Regions from separate parts of the Rattus norvegicus genome. Here region 1 is linked to region 2. The links are chromatin contacts, called in public Hi-C maps. All regions are on one chromosome and are shown on one strand. Each heading gives the region's core, a stretch centred on a gene start, on an enhancer-like site or on the middle of the called end of the contact. The rest is flanking DNA. Distances are from core to core; before and after follow the strand shown.

Region 1 (3,775 bases), core at 757-3,256, 130 kb after region 2:
CTAAGTGATAAACATTCAGATATTTTGATATTTTGGAAAGCCACAGCTAAACCATGAACCCACCATGTTCAATGTTTCCACAGCCTTTCCTTAATAGAAACTCATCATTCGGTTTTAATTTAAAAGATGGTTACCGGGGAACACAGAAAGGGAAAGGTTTTTAGTGTGTTCATCACTTTAAACCTGCTGAGTGGCAACCGGGTAGCTTCACAATGAAAACCAGAAACAATAGTGCAATCTGAAACAATCTACACACTCAGGACAAGTGGAGAGTAAGGTTCAAGGAAAAGCTGTAGGTAAATCTACTGCTTCCAAACACTTTAATTGGGGCTGGTGCAAGGGCTAGGACTAGGGCTGGGTCTCTTCCCATCTCCCCCACCCCCCACCCCCCTCGATTTTTTTGTTTTGTTTTGTTTTTCATTCATTAGCTCATCTTCTACTAAGCCTTCCCTATCTTCCTCTCAGCACTGGCTTCACACAACAGGAAGGAAATGAAATCCCATTCACTTGGTTTTGTGCCTTGTTCCATCCAACCTTCCTGAAGACTCTGCAGCAAGTGTCTTTAATTAATCACCTAAGAATTACGTCCGGATAGCTCAACTCTATAAACTTACTGTGGATATCTAAAGAGGTCCAAAGACCTCACTGAGTCACATAACCAGGCGCTATGTTGGATAAACTTGTCAAAAAGCATTTCCTGCAACAAAAAGGGATGTGGGCAGCTGACCTAGGATAGATGGGGACTCGGAATGCATCAGAGCCTAAGGAAAAGATAAGAAACGCCAGCCTCTGAGGCAGGCAGACGACTTGTGATCCTTACCGAACACCCGGACCCAGCTCTGCTGCTGGCACACTGACTCCAGAAGGATCCGATCCAGCATGCCACCGGCCACTGCTCCGCTGACTGGGACGACCGCGTCCAGATCCTCCGGGGGCAGCGGCGAGTCGGACTCCAGCCCCGAGAACATCTCCGGCCACGACAGCGCCTCCGCGGCTCCTCCGGACGACGGGGAAAGCTCCATGGTGTCCCAGAGGGAGCAGGCGGCGGCGGCGGCAGGGCGGGCTCCCCGGCTGCGGGAAAGGGACGACGGCGCGGCCACCAGCACCCGAACGGCAGCCGGCGCGGACGCCGCTCACCTCCTTCCCCGCCGCCCACTGCCCAAGGGCCGGGCGCCGCAGCCCACCTGCAAGCGGAGGGTGGGACCCGGACCGGGAGGCGGGTCCAGCGTGGTCTGGAGCGGAGGCGGGTCCGGGCTCAGGTGCTGGTCCGGAGCGGACGCTGTGCACCGGGGAGCGCGGGCTCACCTCCCGCCCCCACGCAGCCCTGCTCAGCCCCCGCGGGCGCGTTCGCAGGCGGCCCGGGCTCCGGCTGAGGATGGAGCGCGGCCAGGCAGGGCTGGGCTCGGGGGCGTCGCCACCAGGGGCCGCCCCCTCTGACCGGCTCCCGCCGCCGTCGCCTCAGGGGCTCAAAGCGCCGGCTCCCTCAGCCTGAGGGGCGCGCCCGGCCCGGCCCGGCTTCTTTCCGCCTGGCGTGGGCTTGCTCCTGCGGAACGCGCAGACCGGCCCGCTAACTCTCAGGCCGCCTCTCCGGCCGCTGCTCGGGCTCCGGCTCGCGCTCCTCTGAGAAACCCACAAGCCCGGCAGCCGCGGCGCTGGCGGCGGCGGCAGGCGGCATCCCAGGGTGATAGGCCGGAGCAATCGAGAGCCGAGAGCACGGCCGCGTGTGCAATCCAGTAACCGAGCGGAGGAGGAACTGCCGCCGAAGACAGCAAAAATCGGGCACCGAAATACTCATCGGGCCAGGCCCGCCTACTTTCCTAAGACTGTCCGGCTCGGACCGCCTCTCGGTGCGGGATCTTCGAGCTGCTGGTGGAAGCTGAGACGGTGTGGGGAGGCGGAGAGAAAAGGGGGTGCGGGAAATTTAAAAAGATGGGAAAGGCGCTTCCCTTTCTTCTTAGCCCCTTCCCTGTTGATTTCTGGACCAATGCTTCTTTCTTGAACGAAGAGCATGAAGACGCTGCTTTATCTAACAGTCACCTTGGAGGAAACGCCATCGTTCTTCCAGAAGGGAGATCTGGCCCCCGGTCTTGGATTCTGAGATCAGTGCGAGATCCCGGCTCTGCGCCCTGTCCGCCCTGGAACTGGATTTATCATCAGTTTAGAATAGCATGGCTACGATGTGTGGTGTGGATGGATGGACGAGCCCCGCAAGTACATGAACTAAACAAGCTTCTCTCTTTTTTTTTGCCTTTGATCTTTGTGCAATCTGTTGGCTTCTCTTTTCCTCTAACAATGTCACTTGTGTTTTATTTTTGGTCTATTTTTAAACTGTCTTCCTCCTTAACGTTGGCTTCATTTTGTGCCCACCCAAAGCGGGATTCACCAATCCAGTTTCAGAGATTGCAGGCAAAAATATTAGTAATAATTTCGGATAGAAATTTACCAGTTTAAATTGTGTTGACAAATAGTAGATTTTTCAACAATTTATGAACATGATTATTTCAAACCAAACAGAAGTTTTACACAATGAGAAGATGCTAAAAAAATCTTTTGGGGGAGGGTTTTTGTTTTGTGTCCCAACACACCCCAGCCCTCATTTCTCTCTACTTTGAACTTCTATAGGAGGTCAATCTAATTTTCTAGGTTTTGGGCATTCTCATGTGTTTTTGTGCTTTGTGCCCACCTACTAGAGCGTGCATTTTATAATTTTCTCCCAAATTTTACATGGAGTAATAGCATTTTAAAACAAGTAGTGACCTTAAAAGCTCCTCTCACCCTTCCTCTTGTTTAACAGGTGCAAACAGGACAGTCCAGGTTACCTGACAAAGCAGCCACCGGTGCACCAGGTACATCTTACAAGCACTCAGTGACACTGATTTCTTCAACTTTGATCCTTCAAGAACTCTGTGATTAGATTTGTTAATCCGTTGCTTGGCAGTGTAGTGGAGTAATCCTTCTCAGTATGTAGAAGCCCACTTGTTTGTTATCTGACTGCATGATCAGCTGTCCAATTTTAGTAAATGAGAGGTGTTGAAGCTAGAGGTTACAGGACCCAGCCCTAAGCAAATCTAGTGTTTTCTTTCTCCTTCCTTCCTTCTTTCCTTCGTTCCTTCCTTCCTTTCTTCCTTCCTTCCTTTGGTTTAGTTTCAAGACAGGGTTCCTCTGTGTACCAGCTCTGGCTGTCCTGGACCTTGTTTTGTAGACCAGGCTGGCTCCGAACTCTAAGAGATTGGCCTGCCTCTGCCTCCCAAGGGATTAAAGGTGTCTGACACTACACCCAACTCAACTCCAATTTGTAAAGGCCTTTGAAGGGACATTGCTCTTTTGCAGTAGAGGGAAGGAAGAAGTGAGAGAAAACCCTTGGTATAGTATTTTCATTTGTATTGAATTATTGTTGCTGTCTCAAAGAGTGAGTGCCTGTGGACATCAGACATACAAATCGAAGTATCTACTCCTATATATGGAATGTATTTACCCACGCTATTATCCCCAAAGCAGCATTAGGAATGGTATATAAAACGCAGGGGGGAAAAGGTTTTCCAACATTGCTTTCGGTGTCATCTTGTATCTTTAAGGGAAAGGCTCTGTCAGATGCCTCTAACCCTGCTTCCTTAGTTTCCATCCAGAAACTAAAACTCTGGTCACTACTTCACTTTGGCATCCTGAGCTTATACCAGCTGCACATCAACATCCATACATCTGGAATGTATCTAATGTCTCTACCTTTAAAGGAAAATGCTTCCACGACATGGAGAGTAAATAATTCTGTAACAGA
Region 2 (3,802 bases), core at 350-2,849:
CAAACATTCTAAGATGAAAACTTACCATAAACTTAATAAAGCAACCAACACAGTTTACACTGAGACAATGGGAGGCTGTTTCAGAACTAAACCGATATTACTAAAAATGTAGGAGCGGGAAAAGCAGAGAAAAGAAGAAGGAACAAAGATTTCTAGTCTAGGGATGACGAGGATTTGAGAATACAATTAATCAAGAATTGAATCAGCAAGGTTAGGAGCTGAGTGACTACATCTACAAAATGGATTTATAGTCATAGGAATTGGAACTAAAACTATAGCATCACATTACCACTAGAGGCCACTAAGATCTTAAAACATACAAAACGTATTTCCTCAAGGAAAGATCTAAAGATGTCTCTTGGAAGTGAGGGTGCCTAACATTAAAGTAATATGTGCTAACAATTCCCAAGTCCCAAACCATACTATTATCCTTTGCTCCTTTAAAATGGCTTAGTATGAAATGACAAACACACCTTATAACTACATATTAGATGATTAAATATAACTTTTATGTTAGTTCCTTAGATGTATTAAAAGTCATCTAGCCACAAAGGACTACTTCCTTTATAAATACACTAAAGCAATTACTTCAAGTACCTTACTACCATTAAATGTGCTACAAGAGCAATCCAAACTGTGACGGGAAGCAAACACCCACAAGCTATAACTGGCTTTGACTTCAATAAATGGAAGTAGTTTCTAACCGTCTCAGGTTGTAATTGTCCAAATATGCAGAGTCACAGGCAGATATATGCAGAAGCTACAACTCTGATTGGAGCACATAAGTCACATGTCCCTCTCGGATCCTCTAAGTGGTCAACATTACCTTCATTTTTTTTTTTTTCTGGCTTAAATCCTTAGCCTCTATGAATCTACTTAAATACGTCTTATTTTAGGGAACTCACCAATTCCCTCCAAAAAGAGTTTAAGGTCTAAGAGCCAGTAAGCTAAGAGTTTGCTAGACTTGGTGCTGACTCACAGGCACCTATTGCCTCAGCCTCCTGTACTTTTTCTGTTTCTATCTGTTCTATAAAGTATTTAATAGCTCCATGTGGCACTACAGAATCTTGACTCTATACCAATAACTTTCCCTTTGTATTCTAAGCATCTTTACTTAATTTAGAACTGCATCTTAAATTATCCTAAAGTTTTTCAAAATTATTATGAAAACCTTTAAATCCACTGTCCCCTATTCTCTCTCTCTCTCTCCTTTTCTTCCTTTCTCCAAGTCAAGGTTTCTCTGGATAGCCTCGGCCGTCTTGAAAATCGCTTTATAGAATAGGATGTCCTCAAACTCAGAGATTCACCGCCTCTGCCTACCAAATGCTGGGATGACAGGTGTGTGCTACCACCACAAGGCGTATAAATAAATTCTTAACCTTTGAACATGTTTATAATATTCTTATCTATAGTCAAAAGTTTTGTTTGTCAAAACTGACTGCAGTCATATGATTTAGACAAATGAGTTATATTTTATTGCAATGTAGGCTTAATTCCACAGAGAAATAGTAGAAAAACATAAGTGGAGAAACACGGTAACCCACACAAGTTTTACTCAGGTGATAATGACTGAGTTACACAACTTAGCCAAGTCCAGTCCAAACTGTCCACTGTAATTTAGGACTTACACTAAAGATGGAGTTGACAGACCCTTAAAAATTAGAATTTGAGGCTCTGTATTTATGACAAAGCCCATGTTTCCTGCTAAAGATAAATGTGTATCAGTACTAAACTTGAGAAAACTTGAATTATCTGTGTGATCCTGAGTACTTTTCTTAAGTCTCTCAATGTTCTTCGTCTGTGAACCCTGAACTTTCTTCTAGTTTCTCCACGGTGCTGAGAAATGAGTCAACAATAAAGCATTTTCCTAGAATCGTTTTAGTTCATTGCTAATTTCAGGATGACCAGGAAGTATTTTAAAAACTGTATCTATAATGACAGATTGATGAGTCATTCCAGAGGCCAATATTGTTCATTGTTATAGCAATTTCCACAAGTTTTTGGTAGCTTTATTTATTCTATGGAAGAAGACAGAGAAATAAGTGATTGTTTTTGTTGAGTATAACTGGATTAAGATTTAAGATGCTTTAACAAAACAACAATCCCTGATGTATTTAGACGGCTGTGGATTTGACTCAGTCTATCATGTTGTGCATAGAGAATTGTAAGAACAGAGCATGCTCAGATCGCTGCCCTACTTCACCTTAACAGTTATCACCAATCTTCATTTCTGACTCTAGTGACTTAGTTCTAATTCTGACTTCCAATTATTTTTAGTACCTAAAATTCACTAGAGAAAAGCATAACAGAGTCACAAAGAAGATTCTTAATAGCAAAATTAGAAACAATTTTAGATTTGCTGTGTCCCATTCCTTTGAGAATACCAAGGACATTACATGCTGGCCTCATTTCAAAAATTAAATAATTTTAGAAACATTAAGAAGAATCCAAAGTAAACTTCTACAGAAAGCACTTTAAGACTGGACATTGTAGCCATAAATATTATCAAATTTTTATATTTAGATCTCGTGAGACTGAAAAACTACTGAGAACATATTTATATAGGTTATGTCAACATGTATTATATTAGAAATTAAAATCTACCACATACTGATATTAAAATGCATTTTAATGAAACAACCATTTTTAATAAAAATCTAAAAGAACAGCACTTTTTTAATATTATTTTCAAATGTCCTCAAGGACTGGCTGAATAAAAGACAGACTAGTTCATTTATTATTTGTTATTTTGGTTGCTATATGAAAGAAAATCGGGACTTAGATATGAAGGTTTGAAACTATAGTAGTACTTTAATAGTGTTTTAAAATAACTATGGGCATTCTTCAATATAATACCAAAAACTAATAAAGAATTTTAGGATAAGTAAGTAGGAGGAGTCAGTACAATGTAGAATCTCAAACCACAGTAACAAACTTTTCATATGGATACATTGAATATAACTGTTCTATAGTGGGAGAGGAAGCCTCACAGAGACTTCATGGCCAGGGTTGAGGGATATACAGAGGCCCTCACCCACTCAGAAGAGAAGGGGTTCTGGCATAGGAGAAGGACTATGGGAGAGGATGACTGGGAGAAGGGCAGTAAGCAGAATGTAAAATGAATAAGTAAAAAAATAAAAATAGCTAAATGTTTAGGGTTGGAGAGATGGCTCAGAGGTTAATAGCACTGGCTGCTCTTCCAGAAGTCCTGACTTCAATTCTCAGCAACTACCGGGTGGCTCATAACCAACTATAATGAGATCTAGGCCCTCTTTTGTTCACGCAGGCAGAACACTGTATACATAATAAATAATAAATCATTTAAAAATTTTTTAGGGCTGGAGAGATGGCTCAGTGGTTAAGAGCACTGACTGCTCTTCCAGAGGCCCTGAGTTCAAATCCCAGCAACTACATGGTGGCTCAACCATCTGTAGTGAGATCTGATGCCCTCTTCTGGTCTGAAGACAGCTACAATGTACTTACAAATAAATAAATCTTAAAAAAATTTAAAAAAAAATAAAAATTTTTAAATAATTGTTTTATATTTTCTTTTGAGTAGCTCTTTTTATCCCAAACTCATAAGCTTATAAACATTATGTGTTAATCACTTAGAAACCACTGGTTATCTAGGATTTTCAACCTTCCAAAAGATGATATTTATATACTATAAAAATATCTACATTCATCATTCTTTACAATCATCTTGCTGTGATCAGAAATGTCTTTGAATTCAGGAAAGATGTCAAGCTCAAGGTGAGCAGATAGACATTATCTAGAACTCTAATTTTCACTTTGGTCATGA

The links. A called contact is a pair of places that touch in the nucleus more often than the background predicts.
Region 1: a contact with region 2 is called in a Hi-C map of the Rat2 cell line, with 5 times the contacts expected there. The contact joins the promoter of 2810025M15Rikl here to the enhancer-like site in region 2. A contact is called at or near these places in 7 of 12 Hi-C or Micro-C datasets (the A7r5 cell line, the Rat2 cell line, Schwann cells and 4 more) and 1 of 1 datasets of contacts at active chromatin or transcription factors (oligodendrocytes).

The regions. Positions count from the first base shown.
Region 1 is chr13:72,101,041-72,104,815 of GRCr8, forward strand. 2810025M15Rikl (RIKEN cDNA 2810025M15 gene like) reads left to right here and starts at 2,007. Exons shown (of 3, transcript NR_027983.1): 1 at 2,007-2,211; 2 at 2,795-2,846. Rasal2 (RAS protein activator like 2) reads right to left here and starts at 1,683. Exons shown (of 18, transcript NM_001401195.1): 1 at 821-1,683. The coding sequence starts at 1,022.
Region 2 is chr13:71,975,947-71,979,748 of GRCr8, forward strand. The region is part of intron 1 of Rasal2 (RAS protein activator like 2); the gene reads right to left. It overlaps LOC134481517 (a long non-coding RNA gene), which reads left to right. Exons shown (of 2, transcript XR_010057077.1): 2 at 1,230-1,399. Among named protein-coding and RNA genes, the nearest start is that of Rasal2, 120 kb to the right of the region's middle. Within about 2 kb of position 1,600, at least 3 of the 93 cell types and tissues checked have an H3K27ac peak or open chromatin away from gene starts, as enhancers often do.